2 separate regions of the Mus musculus genome follow, and region 2 is linked to region 1. Evidence: chromatin contacts called from public HiChIP or PLAC-seq data. All regions are on one chromosome and are shown on one strand. Each heading gives the region's core, a stretch centred on a gene start, on an enhancer-like site or on the middle of the called end of the contact. The rest is flanking DNA. Distances are from core to core; before and after follow the strand shown. Region 1 holds the start of Col3a1 (collagen, type III, alpha 1). Region 2 has its middle 45 kb from the start of Col3a1.

Region 1 (5,008 bases), core at 1,289-3,788:
AAAGTCATGGGCAGAGGAAAAGAGAAAGAGACAAAGAGTGGAGGGAGAACAGAGGGTGAGAGACAGAGAAGAAGGGACAGGAAACTTGAGTTTCATGTGTTTTGAAGGATGGAAACAATTGATTTTCTTATTGCAATCCGTTGCTGAGAACACTGCTGACATTCCTTAGCGTGCAAAGTTCATCACAGCTGGGCTTACAGCATCTCCCCCAAGCACAGCTTTCCACTGAAGACTTGAATTCTTGGTTGATAACCTGCCACACCCTTGCTTTGAGTCATCTTTCCAGCCATTCTTGCCCAGAGACAAATTGAGCACTGACTTAGCTGGTGTAGAAACTTATATTTTTGACAAGTTTCCAGATGTAAATAAGAAACTAACTTTTTCAATGCATCTTGTTCATATCAGAAAAGTGACAAGTATATAGGAAGCAATTTGTGTAGGTCACAACAGTGCTGGCTTTGCCTGATATGGTTTCCCAGGACACATGTTTCAGCCATTGTAACAATAGCTCACTCAGATCGACACCCATCTGGACACTGCACTATGAAGCATTTGGATATGAGGAAACCAAAGCTCTAGGACATAGAACACAAAGGCTTGTGAAGCAGAACTTCCAAACACACTCAAAGTAGAGAAGCATGATAAATCATGCAATCTGGAGGATTAGTTCTCCAGGTCTCCCCCAAAGCCTTAAAATGGAACAATGCCTAGATCTGCAAAAACATCAGCCATATGTCTGTAGTGAGTATATCAATCAGGAATCTTTTTCTTATGCAAAAATGCTACTTTAAGAAGTTTTATAAACTTAAAGAATGTGACAGGAATTATGCATAGCGTTGATGAAATAGTGCATACAAAATTTTTAATTAGTACAAAGTAGCATTACGTTTTTTCACTCAGAAAAATAATTCTACTGACAATTTTCAATAAATCTCAATGTTTGCATTTTCCATTTAGAGTAAAGAGAGATGTACTTATATGTATTAGCACTGGTTTTTGTATACTGCAAATATATGAAAAACTTATGTTTCTAACATGGTTTGAACAGACAAAAACTTTGAGGTAAAGGATGAAGACTATTAATAGAAAGACACATACATGTCGGTCCTCAATTTCTTCACTTTAACCCGAGCCCAGCCAATCTCAGAAGTTCTATTCCCTGCCTCTTCTGGCAGCTCTTCTCCAATCTGAAATCAGAAGATGCACAGGGGGTGGATTTTTGTCCTATTTTATTGCTTCTTGTCGCCAAAAGACATCACTTTTCTTCCTTGAACATCTCAGTGTGGGCTCTCTGTGAGCAGGGACACATGGAGGAAGACATAGCATTATCCATGCTTATAGCATTGATGTCTATAAAAACAGATTTTTAAAAATAGTATTATATATTAGGAAAGAGAAAATTATATATAAAAAATAATTCTAAATGAGATGGTTTTCCTAAAGAGGGAAGTTTTGAGCTGGATCATTAAGAAATAACATGAATTGATATAATGGGGTAAATTTTTAAGTGTGCATGCACAAAAAGGGAATATTTCTATGAGGTTAAGACTAAAGAAATAAATGCACATGGCCATGATTAGGATCAAAATGCCCACGATTGATTTTTAAAGATAAATGAAGGAATAAGGAAGTGAAGGATAGGGTATCAAGATATAAGTTGGTCATCATAATAAGGGTAACAAGTACATTTTTTCTACAGAGATTTAATCAGAGATATAGTGGTATTTATTCCTCAACTAGATCTAGAAATACATAGAAAACTCTTCAGATGAGGTCTTGGAACAGAAACATAGAAAATACTGATGTAGACATATTTGTAGTAATTATTACATTAGAAATTAGAAATTCTATTCCACACTTTGAACTTTCTCTTTTGTAGTTTCTTACAAGGACAAGACTTGAAAAGTTTGATTGCTTTTTTTTCTCTTTAGTAATGCCTGTTCTGATTTCTTTAGTAACACATAAACTGGAAATTTTACAAGGAAGCAGTCAGGGTTGCTAAAGAAATTCGTGAGAAATAGAGCAAGGGGAACAGTAACAGATAAGAGTCTCAATATCTCTTCAAACATAGCTCAAAGACAGTTTTGTGACAATTGCCTCCAGTCTAACATTTGGAATGCAGAGTGGGTGGTGAGTTCAGGGCCTTCAGAGGATTTTCCTTTATAGTCTCTTACAGTTTCCTGTTAAAATTGAGTCAGGATGGACTCTGGCAAAACTCAAAGTATCAGAGTCTTCTAGAAAGATAAAATTTACAAAATGACCATGCCGGAGAATGGGAGTCAAAACACTTTTTCAAATTCAGACAGTTTTTACTGTTTCAGAGGGAAATTTAAAAACACACAAACAATTGTTGTAGGCTATCACAAAGCACATTCCTATGTGTTTCTGTCATGCAAATATGTATTTAAGACTAATGCATGTTATAAACATATGCATAGGCTGATGTACACATGCTCCAGATGTGCTGTTTCTGTGTCTGTGGGTTGTGTCCTCTACACACAGGGAAAAATATATTAATCATTGCTTTTACTGCTGAGGGGATGGGTTCTGCTCTCATATTTCAGAAAGGGGCTGGAAAGTGAGGGAAGCCAAACTTTTTCCTATTTAAGGCCAGAGCAGAGGGAAGCGAGCGGCTGAGTTTTATGACGGGCCCGGTGCTGAAGGGCAGGGACAACTGATGGTGCTACTCTGAGCTGCTTCTTCCTCTCTCCTCTTTTGCACAAAGAGTCTCATGTCTGATATTTAGACATGATGAGCTTTGTGCAAAGTGGAACCTGGTTTCTTCTCACCCTTCTTCATCCCACTCTTATTTTGGCACAGCAGTCCAACGTAGGTAAGTAGGTACCGATTTGAACAGGCTTTCTGGGTTAATTTTGCCTTAACTTCTTACAAAGGGTAAGATAGTGGGAAAATCAGCCTCCTAAGAATTTCCTGTCTAGCCTCTGACTGTGGAATGTTTTGTTAACCTTAATTTTGTTTTCTATATTTGATTTTTTTAAAAGTTAATGTACATGTATAATATTCTCTAGTTGTTTAAGGTAAAAACTGTTCTTAAATTAACTTGATTTCATGTTCACCTTTTAAAAAATGTTTTAAAGTACTCCCCTCCTGCATTGTGAACATCTTGGCATGCTCCCAGGCCATCTGGAATTTATTGGTCTCTTGTAATAATTTCATGTTCTCCTTTGTACACTGCTCTCTTTACAAAGATAGGATATTTAGCCATGTTTTTCAAAAGAATGCACTAGAAATGTCTCTGAAATGAATAACCCTTAAGAAGATACTAGAAAATAAATAGAATCCCTTATGTATTTCTGTAAAACTATAAATGTGGACTATCTATGGACCTTCCAGAAATGAGCCCAGGCTGCAAAAACGTGTCATTGTTTCTGTTTTTATTGCATTCCATGATTGCACACATTCAATGTGCTCAGAGTTTGCCAAAAGTTGTTTTATGTTCTGTTTAGCTGGATTTCCATTACTGAAGATAACATAATTTAACAGGAATATTTTTGCTTTCCTCCAAACAAGGTAAAGATACAAGTTTTGCTCAAAAAGGCAGACTTGAAATAGTTTTGGTAGCCAAATGTAATGATCTTTATTTTCTTGTGCCCCAAATTAAAAGCAACTGTCTCATTATTTACTTAAATACTTTTAAAAATGCATATGTTCCTTGTCATCATGAAAATTTGGGGTGCACACTTTTTTCAAAATAATTGTGTTGATGTAAATCTTATCTGTGGCTAAAAGAAGTTGCTAGCAGTTCTTTTCATACATAATCAAACACGTTGGTATTTAAACCTTTAGTTTTAGCAAATGCTTCATGAGCATTCGTTTTTCCACTGTGTGCAGTGTCTTCACTAGTTTCAGAAGTTATCTATGCAAGAGTAAGGGAAGGAGACACTTTATATTTCTGTATGTTCAGTCCACAGATACACAGAGAAGGAGCTCCCAGATTGCTTGTTTCTTAATTCTGTTCCCCTTAACCCACCCTTCCATCCCCCTCCATCTTTCCCCCCTCCTTATCTCTCCACCCCTTTTGGCTCCTTAGGAACTCCCCTCCCAATTTTCCTTCCTCACTCATCACCCCTCCCCCATCCTAGGCTTATCCACCTCCCTCCCCCCACCCCAGTCCTCACCCCTCCCTGTTCTCAGTGACTCACTCTCTGCTTCCCATCTTTATTTTCATCCTCTCTCCTCCCCAGCTCATCTTACATTTTCTTTTCTTTGGATAGTCAATTCCTTTTTAGCTTTCTTTTTTCACTTTCTCTTCACATCCTGCCCTCCTGGAAGATGAAACAACCCCAAGCCTTCCCTATTAATAGGAGACATGATCCAAAGAAATGTTAATTCCTTAGCAGCCCAAACTTTTATTCTGAAATCTAGATGAAGAATCATAGAATCTTAATTTTTTTTAAAGAAAGAAAGACAGACAGAAAGAAAGACAGACAGACAGACAGAAAGGAAGGAAGGAAGGAAGGAAGGAAGGAAGGAAGGAAGGAAGAAAGAAAGGAAGGAAGGAAGGAAGAAAGGAAGGAAGGAAGAAACCTATGTCTTTGGGACATTAATTAAAATATCAACATAGTATCTATAGTTTCTTAACAGTTAAAGTAATATGAGAAATACTATAGGAACAGTGGGTGTGTTTCTTCCCAATCTAACTCCAGTAAGAAGAGAAACATGTTTGGTTCTCACCATCTTAACATCATCCTAAGCTCATTTGCTTCCACCTTTGGGCTATGGTCTTTAAAACTCCAAGAAGGATAAAAAGGATTTAAGATCATATATTTCACATTCCTTGCAGGTTTTTAGTGAAAATCCTACTGAATGATTAACTTTGAGGAGATTTCAGTAAGTAGCAGACATTCAGCACACTGGGAACACTCAGAGAACTCTAAAGGGGTTATCTCCTATGTTCTCCAGAAATCCTAGAAGTCGTACAGAATTGCTAGACACTAACTTCTGGGAGTTTTCTGGAATATGAAACATGTCTCCACAAAGAATTCTT
Region 2 (5,008 bases), core at 1,218-3,717, 45 kb after region 1:
TCCCAGGACCAAGGGCTTCTCCTCCCATTGAAGTCTGATAAGGCCATCCTCTGCTACTTATGTAGCTGGAGCCATGGGTCCCTCCATGTGTACTCTTTGGTTGGTGGTTTAGTTCCTGGGAGCTCTGGGGGGTTTTGGTTGGTTGATATTGTTATTCTTTCTATGGATTACAAACCTCTTCAGCTCCTTCAGTCCTTTCTCTAGCTACTCCATTGGGGACCCTTTGCTCAGGTCCAGTGGTTGGCTGTGAGCATCTCCTTTCTATTTGCCAGGTTCTAGCATAGTCTCAGAAGACAGCTATATCAGGATTCTGTCAGCAAGCACTTCTTGGCATCCACAATAGAGTCTAGGTTTGGTGTCTGTATATGGGATGGATCCCCAGGTGGGTCAGTCTCTGGATGGTCTTTTCTTTAATGCTCCACACTTTCAGTATTTCCTCCCATGAGTATTTTGTTCCCCCTTCTAAGAAGGACTGAAGCATCCACACTTTGGTCTTCCTTCTTGAGATTCACATGGTCTGTGAATTGTATCTTGGGTATTTCGAGCTTTCAGGCTAATATCCACTTATTCTCAGTACCTCCTTTTAGATGAATAAATATCTGTTCATGTCTCTACCAAAAAAGTCATATAATGCAATCAATGCACAAAGTGGTGTTGACAGACCCAAAGACATGTTAGGTAAGAGCCATTGCATGGATAACATCATGGGCAACTGAGATTCCTCTACCTGAAGATAGTAAGTGTATGATGGGAGATTGTAATTTTGTTGTTATATTGGCAGTTGTATGCTCCATATGATGGTTAGTGAGACACAAATACAAGGATTATCCTTTGGAAAGTAAAATGTCTTCAGGGGAACTCTAAAACCTGTTTTTCTTTTATTTAATTTTATTTTTTTACATGGTATTGGGTGGCATTTTTTCCTTGATGAATAAATCTGTCAAACAAATATAAGAATGCACCTCAAATGACTTATATTGAGTACAATGAAAATAGTTCCTGAGAAGTACATGTATATTTGACTGTATGCAGACCATGAAGGCTGCTGAGTCGCCTGAGTTATGGATAATAAGACCAAAAACTGAGGCTCAGCTGTCTATACCGTAAGAACTTTCCACAAAGGGGAGGAATTACAATGGAAAAGAGACCTGCATCCATGTCTGATTTGACAGGAAAAAATAAAAGGATAGCGGGATGAAATGGAGATGTTTGCTTGTTGTTCCTCATAGTTGGCAAGGAAAAAGAAGACCTATGAGATATGTGCTTCCTCTAATTTAAAACCTTGAAACCTAGGCCAATAGTGGGAAGAGAGGAATGTAGACAGCCTTTAAGACTCCACTAAGTTCTGCACTTTAATACAAAAGAAATGGAAATCATAGTTGAAAAGACACACAGAAACCTAACCTATGCCCCCAGCATAAGAAATATCTGATAATTACAAACGAATCAGCATGCATAGTGCTTGACTTTTAAACAAGGAATAACACAAGTCCTCACAGCCTGGCTCATGGGACTGTGACTCGTGGAGGGAGATAGGATCAGTCTGCTTGCTCTTTAAGTGTGTGCTATGACTTCACATTCCTCTTTGAAGCAAAGGCTGCATAACCTGAGATGAAACTAGGGAAGTCAGTCTCTGATGAATGGACTCATAGAAGCCAGCAGGGACACTTGCTTGTCATCTGAGATCTTTATGAATATCAGAACCTGGGATACAATAGAGGAAAGACATAGATTATTGAGGAGATAGGTCATGCCAGATGCAACAATGTTTTACAGTCCAGTGAGCTAAATAAGACTAGAGACTTAAAAAAAACTTGATCCAGGTGGACCTCTGGACCAGAATGTGGCTTTAAAGGCTTTTTTAGGCCCCATAATAAGATGTGATCTTTATGAGTAGAAGAGGCTCTGTGTTCTAAATGATTTAGCTTAGCATGTAAATTTGGTTCTTGGCATAATTCATAGCAAAATTATAGTTATAAAGTTGCAACGAAATTATTTTATGGTTGGGGGACACCACAACATGAAGAGCTGTGTTAAAGTGTCATTGACATTAGAAAGGTTGAGAACCACTGACTTGGAAGGCGATTTGACCTAAGCTCATCTTTTAATATCACACACTGGGGATTCAGAATGAGTTTCAAAGGGAACAAAGCATAAAAACAGCAATATTTATGATGGAAGAAAGACAAAGGACAATTTACAGGAAAAGATGTCACAACCCTCAGAGCAAGGAATGCAGCACATTTCTTCAAGGACTTATTCTGAGAAAGAGTCAAAAAGCATAGAGACATATGCTGTGAAATAGGATGAACAAGAGAATAGTCAACTGAAGTCATGTCTTCAACAGCCATGTGGGCGAGGTCTCCTTAAAAGAAACATTAAGTGCAAAGTTGCTCCACTCTAGGCTTTCTCACAGCCTCCTACGTGGCACTTAGACACGAAAGTGATTCATTTGGAAGGGTGGCTGAACATGATGAAATGTGTGACTAATTGGAGAATAGTAGGTCAAGGGGTAGCTAAGAACATGTGGAAAGTATCCTTGTACAGATGGCCGATGAAATCAGCTGTCTCAAAAACAATGACCTCAGAGAACAGAACATACAGTTATGGGGCAAGATACTTATGAAAGGATAATGTGGGCAAAGCTGGGTTGAGACTTCAGAGTTTAACTTAAAAATAGGAAGATTTAATTTTGAAAACTGACAGAGGCTATAGGGACAAAAAGGAAATGAAACAGGAGGCAGATACCATTGCTGTTATGATAAAACAAATGAGTCTGGTTTTCAAATTTTCTCTTGAATTTGCTTTCACTAGAGCCAGAAAAGTCTCTCTGAAGTCAAGACCATAGCTGTTCTTCAGAGCCTTCCAGGGTCAACATCACACAAAGAAACCTGTAAGAGGACTCACAGTGCTCTGGACCTCTGGATTCTCTTGACCCTTAGAGCTTCAATTCTGAATACAGATGTTTCCAATTCACGTTACATTTTTTTTCCACATTAAACTAACAATTGTAGTCATTCTGAATCTCCAACTGCCTTTCTTTATAAGTGAGAAAATTGTTCACATTACCACCCACAGTCCTGTCTTCCTCTACTTGAGTCTCCATTTAATTTTTTAACGTTTATTGGTTATTTTGTTCACATTTCAAATGTTACCCCCTTCCCACTTTCCCCTCCACAAGCTCCCATCCTCTTCCCCCTCCTCCCTGCCTCTATGAGGGTGCTTCCCACTCCCCTCACCCACCCACTCCTGCCTCAGCGTCCTATCATTCCCCTACCCTGGGTAGTGGAGCCTCCAAAGAACCAAGGGGCTCCCCTCCCAGTGATGCCTGCTAAGGCAATCCTCTGGTACATATCTAGCTGGAGCCATAGATCCTCCCATGTGTACTCTTTGGTTGGTAGTTTAGTCCCTGGGAGCTTTGCAGGAACTGGTTGGTTGATATTGTTGATCTTCCTATAGGGTCACAAACCACTTCAGCTCCTACAGTCCTTGCCCTAACTTCTCCATTGGGGTTCTGCACTGCATACATATATGTTTGACTGCATACATCCACATCTGTGTTAGTCAGTCTCTGGCAGAGCCTCTCGGGGACAGCTATACCAGTCTCCTGTCAGTAAGCACTTATTGGCATCAGCAGTAGTGTCTGGGTTTGGTGCCAGCAGATGGGATGGATCCCTAGGTGGGGCAGTCTCTGGATGGCCTTTCCTTTAGGTTCTACTTCACTCCCTGGATTTCCTTTTGACAGGAGGAATTCATATTAATATTTTTGAGGTAGGTAGGTGGCCCATTCCTCAACTGGGAGCTGTGCCTACCCATTAGATATGGTCTCTACAGGTTCTCTCTCCACTTTGTTGGGTATTTCAGCTAATGTCTTCCTGTTGGGTCCTGGGAACCTCTTGGGTCCCTGGCATCTGAGACTTTCTAGTGGCTAACCAGAGTTTCCCCACTGCTACACACCTACTTTGAAATTCCTGACCTTCTGTACTACTCCTATATTTCCTCACATACCTGAACTGCTCCCTCACTTATTAGTGAGTACTATGAGCATAGTGAAGCAGGTGTCCTTGTTATATGTTGAAGCATCTTCTGGGTATATGCCCAGGAGTGGTATATCTGGGTCCTTAGGAAGAACTATTTCCACTTTTCTGAGGAATGTCCAAACTGAGTGCTTGTACCAGCTTGCAATCTCACCAGCAATGAAGAAGTGTTCCTCTTTCACCATATCCTGATCTGTTACCTGAGTTTTTGATCTTAGGCATTCTGACTGGTATAATGTGGAATCTCAGTGTAAGCTGCCTGCGGCCACACTAACTGGGTTCCTGAGTGGGGTGCCGGAGCTGTATGGAAGGAAACAGCGAGAGAAATTATGGAGGCCAAGACATGTTTCAAGGCCCCCAAGTTTACTAAGAGTCTGTGCTTATAAAGGGGTGGAGGCCCATCCCCCACCAATCCATTCTTGATGCCTGTTGCCAGCATGTAGGAGATCTGCTGGATGCTGTCTCTGGAATATCTCAAGGGCCTCTCAGCAGGTAGCAGTGTCTTGGAGAAGAGCAGCAGCAGTTAACAGAACAATAGAGCCATCTAAATGGAAAGACTCCACCCCAGGTGGTCTCATACTCACTGGCAGCAAGGTCAAAGCCAGCTTACTCAAAGCTGGGGGAGGCTAAATTTCAGGTTTGTTTTGATTTATATTTCCCTGATGACTAAGGATGTTGAACATTTCTTTTTGTGCTTCTCGGCCATTCAAAATTCCTCAGTTGAGAATTTTCTGTTTAGTTCTGTGTCCCCACCTATGACTGTTCCACATTCCATACCTCCTCTCTGCCCCCTGTCTCCATGAGGATGTCCCACTCCCACCCCCCACCCCACCAGACCTTTAAACTCCCTTGGACATCTAGTCTCTTAAGGGTTAGGTGCATCTTCTCTGACTAAACACAGACCTGGCAGTCTTCTGCTGTTTATGTGTTGGAGAACTCATATCAGTTGGTTTATGTTACCTGGTTGGTGT

Evidence for each region. HiChIP or PLAC-seq counts read pairs in DNA pulled down with a chosen protein or histone mark.
Region 2: a contact with region 1 is called in an H3K27ac HiChIP or PLAC-seq map of heart atrium, with 10 read pairs. The contact joins the enhancer-like site here to the promoter of Col3a1 in region 1. A contact is called at or near these places in 2 of 39 promoter capture datasets (both in the 3T3-L1 cell line), 4 of 484 Hi-C or Micro-C datasets (the C2C12 cell line, embryonic fibroblasts, macrophages and 1 more), 2 of 115 datasets of contacts at active chromatin or transcription factors (embryonic stem cells and heart atrium) and 1 of 9 other capture datasets (adipose tissue).

What each region holds. Positions count from the first base shown.
Region 1 is chr1:45,309,000-45,314,007 of GRCm38.p6, forward strand. It overlaps Col3a1 (collagen, type III, alpha 1), which reads left to right and starts at 2,539. Exons shown (of 51, transcript NM_009930.2): 1 at 2,539-2,833. The coding sequence starts at 2,749.
Region 2 is chr1:45,353,659-45,358,666 of GRCm38.p6, forward strand. No RefSeq gene overlaps it. Among named protein-coding and RNA genes, the nearest start is that of Col3a1, 45 kb to the left of the region's middle. Within about 2 kb of position 2,468, at least 53 of the 459 cell types and tissues checked have an H3K27ac peak or open chromatin away from gene starts, as enhancers often do. A contact at or near this core is called in the C2C12 cell line, adipose tissue, embryonic fibroblasts and 2 more, where this site is marked.